3 separate regions of the Zea mays genome follow, and all the other regions are linked to region 3. The links are chromatin contacts, called in public Hi-C maps. All regions are on one chromosome and are shown on one strand. The core of a region is the stretch at or near the end of the contact, and the rest is flanking DNA. Distances in the headings are between cores, read along the strand shown.

Evidence for each region. Hi-C and Micro-C count contacts between places; a contact is called where the count stands out from the background.
Region 1: a Hi-C map of leaf shows a contact between it and region 3, with 5 times the contacts expected there. The contact joins the promoter of LOC103629419 here to the promoter of LOC100191580 in region 3. A contact is called at or near these places in 2 of 25 Hi-C or Micro-C datasets (bundle sheath and leaf).
Region 2: a contact with region 3 is called in a Hi-C map of tassel, with 2.4 times the contacts expected there. The contact joins the promoter of LOC100501338 here to the promoter of LOC100191580 in region 3. A contact is called at or near these places in 3 of 25 Hi-C or Micro-C datasets (bundle sheath, ear and tassel).

The regions. Positions count from the first base shown.
Region 1 is chr6:72,903,269-72,907,413 of Zm-B73-REFERENCE-NAM-5.0, forward strand. LOC103629419 reads right to left here and starts at 2,045. Exons shown (of 1, transcript XM_008650548.3): 1 at 409-2,045. The coding sequence starts at 1,632. The coding sequence ends at 943.
Region 2 is chr6:73,118,490-73,122,882 of Zm-B73-REFERENCE-NAM-5.0, forward strand. LOC100501338 reads left to right here and starts at 2,495. Exons shown (of 11, transcript NM_001362598.1): 1 at 2,495-2,596; 2 at 4,112-4,184. The coding sequence starts at 4,132.
Region 3 is chr6:72,616,294-72,620,516 of Zm-B73-REFERENCE-NAM-5.0, forward strand. LOC100191580 reads left to right here and starts at 2,645. Exons shown (of 14, transcript NM_001137010.1): 1 at 2,645-3,168; 2 at 3,268-3,353; 3 at 4,103-4,221. The coding sequence starts at 2,819.

The sequences.
Region 1 (4,145 bases), core at 795-3,294, 290 kb after region 3:
TCAAAATTTTCTTTTTTTGTATATTTTAACATATGGTGAATTTGGACTTCAAATTTTATACATTAGTAGAGTAGGCAATGAAGTATATCTATATTTTTTAGATTTTTTGTGGCTATTGTTAGTTGGTTTGCACAGAATTTACATGAAAACTTGATTCACCTGATACATTGCCTTCTGACACATTGCCTTCTATATATTCCTTTTAGATTTAGAAATGATAATGTCTGTTTCACAGTTGAATCAATTTGGGTCGTCATATTTATAACATTACATATTAATTTCATCAATATAATATTAGCGTTATGGTGTTACTACAGGGTTTTGCATATCATAGTGATATTTGTCGTTCCGTATCTATATTTCATACAAATTTTTTACTCTCGTAGCAATGCACCGGCACAAATCTAGTAAATTTGTAAGTTATATATAGCATGTTCGCTTTATTTTAATCTATACCAACTTCTACTAATTTTACAATGTTTTGTTTCTATAAATTACAACCCAAAAATTCGAATAGCTAGCTTTTGATAAACAATCCGACCTTAAATCGTTTCACGTGTCATCGTTCCAGGAACCGAACGACCCTCTAGGTTGACAACAATCGCTTGGCATCTTTCGTCGAGCGCACATATCAACTCTGACTTTGATTTGGACGTCGGGTACCTTTGGTTAGACTTGAAATAAACAGTAGACATTTACAATTACTATTCATCATGCACTTTGGTCCCACACTCCAGCCTCAGCGGCGTCTAGGTAGCTGCATGGAAGATTGGAAGGCACCTTTTTTGACTAAACGCACTAGTTTCCTTTTCCAGCCGCTATTCCTATTCCTGACGCGTGAAAAAGCCCCAATCACGACCTGGTCGTACCGCGCTCGCTGGTCGACATCGACTGATCGCCGGCAAAAATTCCACCGTTTTTCCACGGCTAGTCGTGGCCCCGTCACCGTGACGTGGTGGCGCCCCACGACAAGGGCATCCCGACGACGGCGGAAGCGGCCGCCGACGACGGTCCGGACACCGGGATGCCCATCGCCACGCGGCACCAACCCTGCTGCACCGGCGGCGTCGCGTCCGTGGCCGTGGCCGTGGCTGCCGGCGCGTCGTCGCGGAGGCCAAGCAGGCGCACGGAGAGGTGCACGACGCCGTGGCCCCACGCGCCCCCGCCCCCGCCTCGGCGCGGGCAGCGCAGCGAGTAGCTGAGCCGGCGGAGCGCGCGCGGCGGGCGGAGGCCGTCGAGCACGTCGGCCACGGGGATGCGGCACCAGCCCAGCGGCGTGGCGCCGACGAGCCGGCAGGCGGGCTCCGAGAGCACGGAGACGTGGACGTGGGCGCGGCCCTCCAGGAAGCCCGCGCCCACGGGGACGACGAGCGTGTCGCCCCACGCGTGCTCGCCGCCGCCGCCGCCGCTCCCCACTGCCACCGCCGTGCTGCAGGCCGAGCCGGCGGGCGCGTCCGACGACGCCACGGTCACGTACGGCCGCAGCCGGCGGGGCAGCGGCGAGTAGGACGGCGGTAGGCGCAGCGAGTCCGCCGACAGCACCGTCACCTCCAGCTCGACGCCGTCGAAGCACCCGTCGTCTCCGCCGCCGCCGTCGTTCTTCGGCCGCAGGAACCGCAGCGACGATGACATGGTGGCCTCGTCGATCGCGGGATTATCAGCAGATGCGGGTGCAGCAGGATGCGGTAAAGCGGGCGGGTGGCCTCGCCTGGCGGTTTATACGGGCGCATGGCGTGGAAGGTGTAGCCGGGGGGGAAAGTATGAGGGAGGCGGGAGGAGGACGAGGAGCAGCTTCGCCCTTCTCTCTTGCATGGGGCGCGCGCGAAGCCGCACAGAAGGTTAGCTCGCGTTGCGAGCGACGAAGGTTAGCTAAGCTAGCTAGGGGCGAGAAGCCGCTTGCATCGGCGCGCGTTAGTTCTTGGCGTCTTCGCGGAACGAGAGCACCGGACAGTGGCGATGGCGACGTGAACCTTTTCGTCTATTTTGTTTTCTTCTTCTCGGGAAGAAGAGGTGTAACGGTTCGAGTTGAATTCAAATAAAAGTTTTTGAATTCGTAGCGGTCCTTATTGGGACATGGAATTTTCAAATCAAACCGTCGGAATTGAATTCAAAACACAGGAACGTGCGTCGCAGCCTGGGGCGGGAAAAGTACAGGACCGGCAAAAAGATATATATGTACGTATGACTTTGTGCTGTGTGTGACTGCTGTCTGGACGCCTGACAGCGACGTACGTACACGCCCTAGCTACTTTCATAAACAACTGTACGTATGTAGAAAATTAAAATAAGTGTTAAACAAATATGGAGACGACGAAGGGGGGGCAAGTTCGTGGTTAGCAGCAATAGCAAGACGTGGCATGCATCAAGAACGCAAATGTAGGTGGGGTCAGTGGTTACACGCTTGACCTAGCTGATCAAGTGGGATGGTGGATAATATCGGTGGGGAAAACACTTTGGTGCATGTAACTTACGAGCGCTCAAAACATATTGCTTCATACTTTAATAAAAGTGAGAAAAAAAAAGTTAGTTTTAGCTAGCTTATGCACACCGCACACATTTCAAGTTTATATATGAGAATGTCATATGGGGCTATTGATGTTTGAGCTATATATATGCTAAAAGTTAGGGCCTATTTAGAAGCACACGGGGGTTAGAAAAAGAGTTTATATATAGTTTCTAGAAACTGGTTTATAAAGGAAAAAAGTTGAATAATGGGGTGGTTGGAACTTAGTTTCTAAGAAACTAGTTTCTAGTTTTTTGATACACAATTACTAGCATATCCTTTCTCTATTTTAAGAAGCGGTGATAATAGATGTAAATTCATGAAACCAATAAGGGCATTGATGTAATTAAACAAACAAAAGCTTGTTTTAGCTAGAAAAAAGTAGCTTCTTGGTTTTTAAGAAACTGGGAATCCAATTTCTATAAATTAACTAGAGCATAAACTGATACGTTTGGAACCACTCTAGTTTCTATAAACCAGTTTTTTTAAAAAAAAACTAGGTCCTTCAAAATAGGTTCTTAGGGGCTTGTTTGAGATCGAGGATAACGAAGGGGCATTGGAGGGGCTAAAATTCTCTTACTATTAATTTTTGAATAACAAGAGATTTTAGCCCCATTCAATCCCCTCTAGTATCCTTACTCTAAAACAAGTCATAGAGGTGTGTTTGATAGGGCTCCTCACCAAAGGCTCCTCCAAAAGAGCCGGAGCCGTTTTCGCCTCATTTTTCCATGTAAAACGACTCCTCCAATTAAAACGTTTGCTAGAGCTTCTCCAGGATAGCCGGAGGTGAGTCCTACCAAACACACACTTAATATCATTGGAGAGGTTATCGTAGAACTAGTAACTAGCCCATACCATTGCGGATGCCCTTAGCAGTGGCAACATGCATGATTAGCACAAAAATGGTAAAAGATTCAACACAACATGAATCGGTTCTTTGCCTCTCCTATGAACTGGTTCTTATACCAAGTGTTCTCTATAAACTGGTTCTTCGTTTCTCCTACATTTTGAACCGCTTACAAATGTATACATGCCCCAAGCTGGATCACCCACAATTGCTTTGGACAAACACCACACTCCTATCGCCATCAAACAATCTAGATGATGCCAATCACCAAGAGTAAGAAGAATAAACTCTCACTTGAATCTATCGAGGCTAATGAGATCAATGGGTGAATCACTCTTGTTTGTACTAATAAGGTTGCTAATTGTGTGAAATCTGACTCTCAAGTCCCTCCCTATGCAATAGCTCCTCATCACACTATATATATATATATATATATATATATATATATATATATATATATATATGTGTGTGTGTGTGTGTGTGTGTGTGTCTGTTGCTTTGGCTATTAAATGGGACAAGGGCAACAATTGGTTGGGTATTTATAGACTTAAAACGACAACTAACCATTATAGGCAACTCAAGCTAAAAATGCGGTCGTTGGACCAATGAACAATCACCGTCAGACCATAACACGTGATCCAACGAGGCACAACAATAACTATTATGCTACTATGTGAGAACTAGCAGTTTGAACGCCACTTTGGGTATATGGTCCGACGTTTACCATCAGACCAGTTCGACGCCTACTAGAATCTCTTTAGTCACTCCGCAACACTCATCGGACCTATCCACGTT
Region 2 (4,393 bases), core at 1,245-3,744, 500 kb after region 3:
ACAAGTTTTCCTTGCAGTGGCACCTATACACGTGCCAGCTCTACTGATGTGTGTTTCAGGAAATTAATTTCAGCATGTCCAAGTGAATTCTACTCCTATTCCAATCATCCTATGATTAAGTAATCATAATCACCAACATTATAGTTATAGAAACTGATAGTTCAAGTATAATACTCAAAACTCGCCTGATTTGATCTTATGGTCTGCAGCTCTAGCGAGCCCGCGCCTCCATCTTCAGACAAAGACTCATATATTTCCAAACACCAATCTATTAAGGATAATACCTCCGAATCTATAATAACTAGTGAGTCTTCAGCATCGTGATACAATGATGAAGCTGGGCGCAAGAATTTGGCTGACTCAAACTCTCCATCCACAAATCCTCGGGAAGATCGAAGATCCAATCTTCAAAGAAAAAGGGAAAATCATTGCATGCCCATATGTTAAAAATAGAATGGCAGTTTGTCAGTGATGAGACAATAGACAAATTCTATAGACATCCTAGTAGCCTTCATCAAAAGTGCATCATTGAAGTCGAATTGGCATCGGAAATGGACATGTCAACCCTTAACTCTATCCCTAGATTGCAGTCTGAGCAAAAATACGTGAGGAATCAACAACAAGTAGTTTTACATTCAAGCTGAATCAGTTTGATCAGATATACATCACCCAACTTATCTAGCGCACAAACTCCCCTTATCTAAACTTCTAGAGATAATCTAGGTGTTGTTGCTAACAAGCAACACAGTAGCATGCTCGTACTTGCACACCCACTCCGAGTCCATGCAGCCCTCGGGGCTTCAACCTCTCCAGCGTCGAGATCTACTCGTTGTAGTCTTCGCGCAACCCCACCCCGCGCGGATCCAGCCTCAATCACGCTGACTTCTTCAACATCGTCGGTGCCTGCAGAGGAGTTGCGGGTGATGAGAAGGGCGCCGCTGGACACACGTCCCAACCGCAGGCACATGCTCGTCTAGAGCTCTAGTGAGACCCGCGCCTCCATCTTCTTTCTATGCGAGGTAGGGTGGGGGTGGGAGGGGGCGAGATATGGAAATAGAAATCACTCACTCCTCGGACGGGCTATTCCATGTGGGGAAACGGAGTGGCAACAATTAAAGCGTGGAGGGTGGCGGCAGACGGGGCGAGCCGCTCGGTCATGGTGGTTTGTTAGGCGTGGAGGGTGACGGTGAATGCGGTTTTATAGCGTACAGAGAAGCCAGGGCGAATGGATGGATATGTGTTTCATTGTGATGACTGCAGATAGCGAGAGACAACGTGGTTGGGTCGTGGGAAGGGAGAGGACGGTAGGTTGAGAGAAGCAAAATACAAGAGGTTTTACATAAAAATATGACGAAAGACAACCGTCGAAACTGATGTTTTAATATAGTAAGGAAATTAGTTTCTACACACTTAGGTGATTTTTAAATTTAAGCTAGCGTTATTGAAAAGAGAAAAACATCTTTTTTTTTTGGACGGAGGAGCAGGGGCCGCAAAGCGTGCCACGCTGAAAAGTACTCCGAAGAACGCGGACACTAGCTAGTGTTGTACTACTTGCCGTAGTGCACACGGGATGGCCCTTGGCCGCCGCCGTGCAGTGCAACGGCACGGAACGCTCTGCAGTTTACGCGGCGCGCTGACGTGGCCTACGGTCCTCGCCCCCGAAATCGGGGACGCGCACGGACCCCGTCAGGCCGTCACTCGCTCGACTCGACCCAATCGAACCGGCCAATCCGAGGTGCGAACGCTCACCGCGAGCGACCCCGCGCCGCCTATCGCCGGGGGCGGCTCAGACTGTCCGCAGCGCATGACTCTACCCCTCCCCTTGCGCGTGGATGGCGGCTACAGGTAACCGCTACCAGCTGCAGCGCCCTCCCCTAAATGGCCCTCTAGTCGGCGGCCCTCTTCTCTCTCTCCCTCAATTTAGGGCCTGATTGGTTGCCCGCATATAGGCCAACCAGGCTCACGGTATGCGGTCGTAGTGTATTTGGTTGTAGGTTGCATCCACGTAACCAGGCGCGTGCTACTTTGCCGCTTGTTTGGTTTGCCGCATATGCATCAGCGCCTGTGTCTCGCGATGCAAAAAAGGAGCTCGGGCCAGGCTCTGGAGATGCGACCAAAATCTGCGCATCTGTGGAGCCAGGCTCACGCGATGCACAGCCAGGCTGCCGCGGACCTGGCTCGCTCGGCCATGCTGCCTAGATACGGCAACCAATCAGGCCCTTAGCGTTTCACTGTTCACTCCCTACAACACTGTACTGTGGGTCCACGAGTAATTGTTAGTAGATAAAAAATTGATAGTTGGTATAGAAAATGATATTTTATAGTGGTAGTGGGGTATAGGGGGAGTATTTAGGGGGAACCGCTGCGGGAGATTAAAAAATAGGGAGGAAAATAGAGGGAAAAAGTGATATAGGAGGAAAAATTTAGGGGTAACGGTTGCGGATAGTCTCACGGCTACCGGCTGCTGCCACCCGCGCCCGTCTCTCTTCCACCTCGTTCGCCTGGCTATAAATACCCGCATCCCGTTGCTCTCGCGGCCCCTCCATCCCTCCCGACGGCATCCCCTTCCCCTGCCACTCGCCTCCGCTCCGCGCAGGTAACGACGAGGCTCATCGCTCACTCGCCCGTGAATTCCTGATTAGAACCTTCGTTTCAGCACCGCTCGCTCGCTGGCTCGCCCGTGTACCGAACCCGTGATCTCACGCCGTCCTTTTTGGCATGCCGTTGGGTTTGTTCAGTACTTCAATTTGGGCGGGTGGCTTGCGCTGAGATGCCGGCGGGATTCTGTGGGTGATTTAGGCGACAGCGACCTGCGTTGATGCGTTGAGTAGTGTCGAGCTCGAGGCCACCGTATCGGATGGATTCGTCCGCCCTCGAGAGTTTCAGTGCCTCTGCGATGATTTCTGCGCGGATCGTCTCATACCGTGGGGCGTGGTCCCGGCGAAGGGGCGGCAGGCTGCTTTGTTGGGAAACACCAGCTAACCAAGCCTGTTCCCGTTGGGTCTGGGTTAGACTTGGTAGGGAGATCCCATCCCCACCCCCTGTTGCGAGACATTGCTCCAGACTTTAGTTTGAGCGAGATATTTGCCTGTTGTCCCAGAGCTGAAACCCGATGTGAAATTTGTTTCGCCTGTGTCCTTAATTTCACCTTCAGCCGAAGGCTACGTTTGTTTTGGTAGGATGCTGTTTACTGTTGCGAGAGATCCCTGACTGTCACTCCCAAGTGCCAATTTGATTGAATTTGAGGTAGGGTGTCTCCGGATGGGGTCTATGGTTATGTGGGTGCTATAGCTTGAACCCAGTTAGATCTGGCCTGAACTTCAGCTTGAACCATCAAGGTTGTATGTTTTTCATCAGTAGTTCTAGCCTTCACTGTTACACAAATTGCTTTTGGTGGTTTCCAGATTATAGGTTTTAATATGGTTGCACGATACCTTTATGCTGACTCATCTACTGTCAGCTGCATGTGCATCACAAGTTGATGCAAAGAAAAAAAATCAAGGGTAATCGATCACATGATTGGTTGAGAAGTTGTCATTCAGTAAGACAAAATGGACTTTGATAATTTGTTGCCATCTTTTGCACTAAGAGATTGTGACAAACAAATCAAGTTGCGGTTGCCAAAGTTTATTTGCGGTTCTCTGTAATTGCTTCTCTATTCAAGAGGACAAGATAACAAGGCTGTGGCTGTGCTTTGTTTTGGTCAGTAATGATATCTAAGTGCTCTATTGCTATAGATACAGATGGTGCTTTTGGTCTTGGTCATTGTCATGTGGAGTAGCGTGCACAGATGTGATTCTCTCAAGATTGCTTGTGCTCATATTGTCGTGGGACTATTGGTAGCTTTTGTGTTGGACGTTTCTCATCTTAGGGTATATGTAGGTTCCTTGTGTTACCTTACTATGTCTGTTGTTTTCTCCCATGTGACGGTACTGAGTTTTACAGCTGACTTTACGCTAAACTGAAAACATATGTCCATAGAGAGAACCTTGCTCGTTGACATTTTTATTCCTTTTTTATGTCACTCACATCTCAGCAACTATCATTAATATCTTTTTTCTTTGTCTGTTTGTGCTGCTAAGTGCTAACACAGTGCTACTTTCATTGGCAGATTAGTATTTTAAACTCAAGATGGTTAACTTCGGGAAGAAATTGATGGCTGATCAAATTCCAGAATGGAAAGGGTACTGTTTATATCTGTATAGGTTTCTGTTTATACTTTACAGTGAACCAATCTATATTACTACAAAGTTATGGGTTCTCTGAATAACATCTACTTCCAATTCATTCAGTGGCTTTCTTTTTCTTTTCGAATTTAAATCATTTGCGTGCATTTACTGAACAAATTGATAATCTGGTTATGAAGCATTGACATTATTCAATCTTTGATTGT
Region 3 (4,223 bases), core at 1,395-3,894:
GGTATATTGAAAGGGAATTGGAGTCTTCGGCAAAGACAAAGGCTTCCACTACGTAACTCATCCTTCGCCGTCACTCCAAGCAACTCTCCATTCTTGGGGGAGAAAGCATGAGCACCAAGCAAAAGGACTCCATCTTTGGTATAATCTTCACTCATTTGTTTTGACCAAAGAGGGAGAATGTACTTCGAGGGCTCTAATGATTCCGTTTTTGGCGATTCATGCCAAAGGGGGAGAGAGTATGAGCCCAAAGCAAAAGGACCGCACCACCACCAATTTCAAAAAATTCGTGTTTTCCAAAGAATATTATCAATTGGTTTTCCTTTTGTGTTCAAAAGGGGGAGAAAGTAGTATTTCAAAAATGATATATCAAAACCCTCTTGAACACTAAGAGGTGGATCTCATTTAGGGGGAGTTTTGTTTTAGTCAAAGGAAAAGCATTTGAAACAGGGGGAGAAAATTTTAAATCTTGAAAATGCTTTACAAAATCTTATTCATTTACCTTTGACTATTTGCAAAAGAACCTTGAAAAGGATTTACAAAAGAGTTTGCAAAAACAAAACCTGTGGTGCAAGCGTGGTCCAAAATGTTATAAATAAGAAACAATCCATGCATATCTTGTAAGTATTTATATTGGCTCAATTCCAAGCAACCTTTCCACTTACATTATGCAAACTAGTTCAACTATGCACTTCTACATTTGCTTTGGTTTGTGTTGGCATCAATCACCAAAAAGGGGGAGATTGAAAGGGAATTAGGCTTACACCTAGTCCCTAATTAATTTTGGTGGTTGAATTGCCCAACACAAATTATTGGACTAACTAGTTTGCCCAAGTGTATAGATTATACAGGTGTAAAAGGTTCACACTCAGCCAATAAAAAGATCAAGTTTTGGATTCAACAAAGGAGCAAAGGGTCATCCAAAGACACCTCTGGTCTGGCGCACCGGACTGTCCGGTGTGCCACCGGACAGTGTCCGGTGCACCACCGGACATGTCCGGTGCACCAGAGGACTCCAACTCGAACTCGCCACCTTCGGGAATTTTCAGAGGCACTCGCGCTATAATTCACCGGACTGTCCGGTGTACACCGGACAGTGTCCGGTGTGCCAAGGAGAAGCGGCCTCAGGAACTCGCCAGCTTCGGGAATCTCCAACGGCTAGTCCGCTATAATTCACCGGACATGTCCGGTGTGCACCAGACTGTCCGGTGCAACTCCGAAGCAACGGCTATCCGGCGCCAACGGCTACCTGCGATGCATTTATTGCGCGCGCAGCGCGCGCAGAAGTCAGAGTCGCCCATACTGGCGCACCGGACAGGGAACAGTGCATGTCCGGTGTGCACCGGACATCCAGGCGGGCCCACAAGTCAGAAGCTCCAACGGTCAGAATCCAACGGCAGTGATGACGTGGCGGGGGCACCGGACATGTCCGGTGTGCACCGGACTGTCCGGTGCGCCATCGAACAGACAACCTCCCAACGGCCACTTTTGGTGGTTGGGGCTATAAATACCCCAACCACCCCACCATTCATGGCATCAAAGTTTTCCACTTCTCAACCACTTACAAGAGCTAGGCATTCAATTCTAGACACACCAAAGAGATCAAATCCTCTCCAATTCCACTCAAGGCTTTAGTGACTAGCGAGAGAGATTTGCCGTGTTCTTTTTGAGCTCTTGCGCTTGGATTGCTTCTTTTCTTTCTCACTTGTTCTTGTGATCAAAACTCCATTATAATCGAGGCAAGAGGCACCAAGTGTGTGGTGGCCCTTGCGGGAAAGTTTTGTTCCCGGTTTGATTTGAGAAGAGAAGCTCACTCGGTCCGAGGGACCGTTTGAGAGAGGGAAGAGTTGAAAGAGACCCGGCCTTTGTGGCCTCCTCAACGGGGAGTAGGTTTGCAAGAACCGAACCTCGGTAAAACAAATCCACGTGTCACACTCTTCATTTGCTTGCGATTTGTTTTTCACCCTCTCTCGCGGACTAGTTTATATTTCTAACGCTAACCCGGCTTGTAGTTGTGTTTATATTTATAAATTTCAGTTTCGCCCTATTCACCCCCTCTAGGCGACTATCAATGGTTCTCAACACTTAGAACCGAGACCGTTGTGGGCCGGCCTTTGTAAGTGTCTATAAGTACGACTGCATTCGTATGGAGAAAGGGAGAAATGAATTGGTAACAGAAATACTCACCGTGTTCGCGTGTGATTGTTTTTCTACAGCGACGAGACGACCGCAGCGATGTCCTTGTCGTGCTCACGTCCCGGCGTAGACCAGCAGCGACGGCCACGGACAGGAAGCGACGGACCAAATTTCTGCAACCGTTGGATTAGGCCTGCCAGCGCCTCTTCGGCAGTGGTTGGGCTATCGTCCTTCAAGTGCTGATCGTGGGCCATTCGGTCTCGGCCCATGAGTCCGGAACGCACAGCGCTCCGAAGGAAAAACACTCCGCCCGCCGAAAAGAGAACCCAACCAAAGCCGCCCCCACCCCGACCAAACCGCCCGAGCCGGCGCCAGCCTAGCCCACGCTGTTGGCCTCCAGCCTCCTTCCTCTGCCTCTCCCAGTCGCCCCCGTCCCTTTCCCCCCTCGACGTCGTCAACCCACTACCCACCGCACCCCACCTCTACCCTCACGCGCTGCTGGTAGCCCGCAGCTACCTGCCTCCCTTCTTGCACCCACCGCTGCCGTCCTGCCCAGATCCCGCTCGCCGGTGGTGCTCCCCTCCCCCCGCGCCGCTGGCGCCGCCGGAGCGAGGGGGACTGCCCAAACCCTAGTGGGAGTTGGAGACTAGGAGGAAGGGCGCGAGATCCGGCGGCGGCCACCCCGATGGGGGACTTCAACGTCGCGCTGGTGATCGTGGCGGCGGTGGTCAGCGTGCTGGTGCTGCTCGTCAGCGTCTACCTGCTCGTCAACTACCAGCACCCCGACGACGTCAACCAGGCCTACTTCCCCAAGCTCGTCGTCGTGCTCGGCCTCACCGTCGCCGTCCTCTCAATCCTCATGCTCCCTGCCGACGTCGCCAATCGCCAGGCCTGCCGCAAGGCCGTCTACAACGGCGCCTGCAGTCTCACGCTCCCCATGAGGACGCTCTGGCTCGTCGTCTACATCGTAGACGCCGTCCTCGTCTTCCTCGTCATCCCCTTCGCCATGTTCTACTACGAGGGCGACCAGGACAAGTAACTTCCCCCCTCGCCGCTTCCCCCCTCCCCCCTTGCCTGCGTTTCCATCCGTTCTTCTTCATTCCCGCTGCTGATTTGGATCTGCCTTCCCTGCAGGTCCGTCGGGAAGAGGCTCAGGACTGCGCTCATCTGGGTCGTCGCGTCCGCGGTGGTGTGCGGCCTCGTCCTCGGCATTCTATACGGTGCGCGCGGATCAATCCATGCTTCCCCCATTCCTCTCTCACCCCCACTCAGGATGCTCTTATGATTTCTACAGGATTGGAGTGAGATTCTGAATACTACTACCATTTTAGTGTAGTTCAGTTAAAAAAAGTGGCATCTGTTGCCCGAACCTTGTCGTGGGTTCCAGTGTTGCATTTGGGTTCGAATCGACACGACAATTTTGAGCTCTGCCCCCCACCCCCACCCACACAACTGCTCAGATCTGGAATTCTGTACCCTTCCTCTCAAGGATTTTGTGAGCTTAGTTTGTACTCCCTCCGTTCTCGATCGAGTATTTGTCGCCCGCTAGTTCATTTTTGAACTAAAACACGACAAATTTAAAAAACGGAGGGAGTATTTCTTTCTGCTGTGTATATGTGTTGTGAGATTACATAGGCATTCGTTTACACAACAAAAAAATAGTTTGCCTCTTGTGTTACAGTCATATGACTAATGAGATAAAAATGTACTGTTTCTTTGACAGCTACAATTGTATAGGATGGGTTGCCCTGATAGTAACCTTACTTTTACCTTTAATACAGATCCTATTGCTCAAATTACTGATCATTAACAACATGAGATGGTTATGGCTAAAAATTTATGTCATCAAGTGATCACCGGATATCATTGAGTTCCTAAGTTCCAGCAATATCAAGCCTTTTCAGTCTTGTGATGGTGTGTGTGTGTGTTTACCTAAGTAGGCTGATTCCATCTCCATTTGGCACTTCAGGACTTGTTGGTAAAGTGGACTTCACTGTGAGGCACCTATCTTCATCGGTCCAGACATTTCCAAACTCATTTTCTGGATTCTCAAGTGGCCAGCCTTGCTTTAGTCCATTGACTCGTCAGGT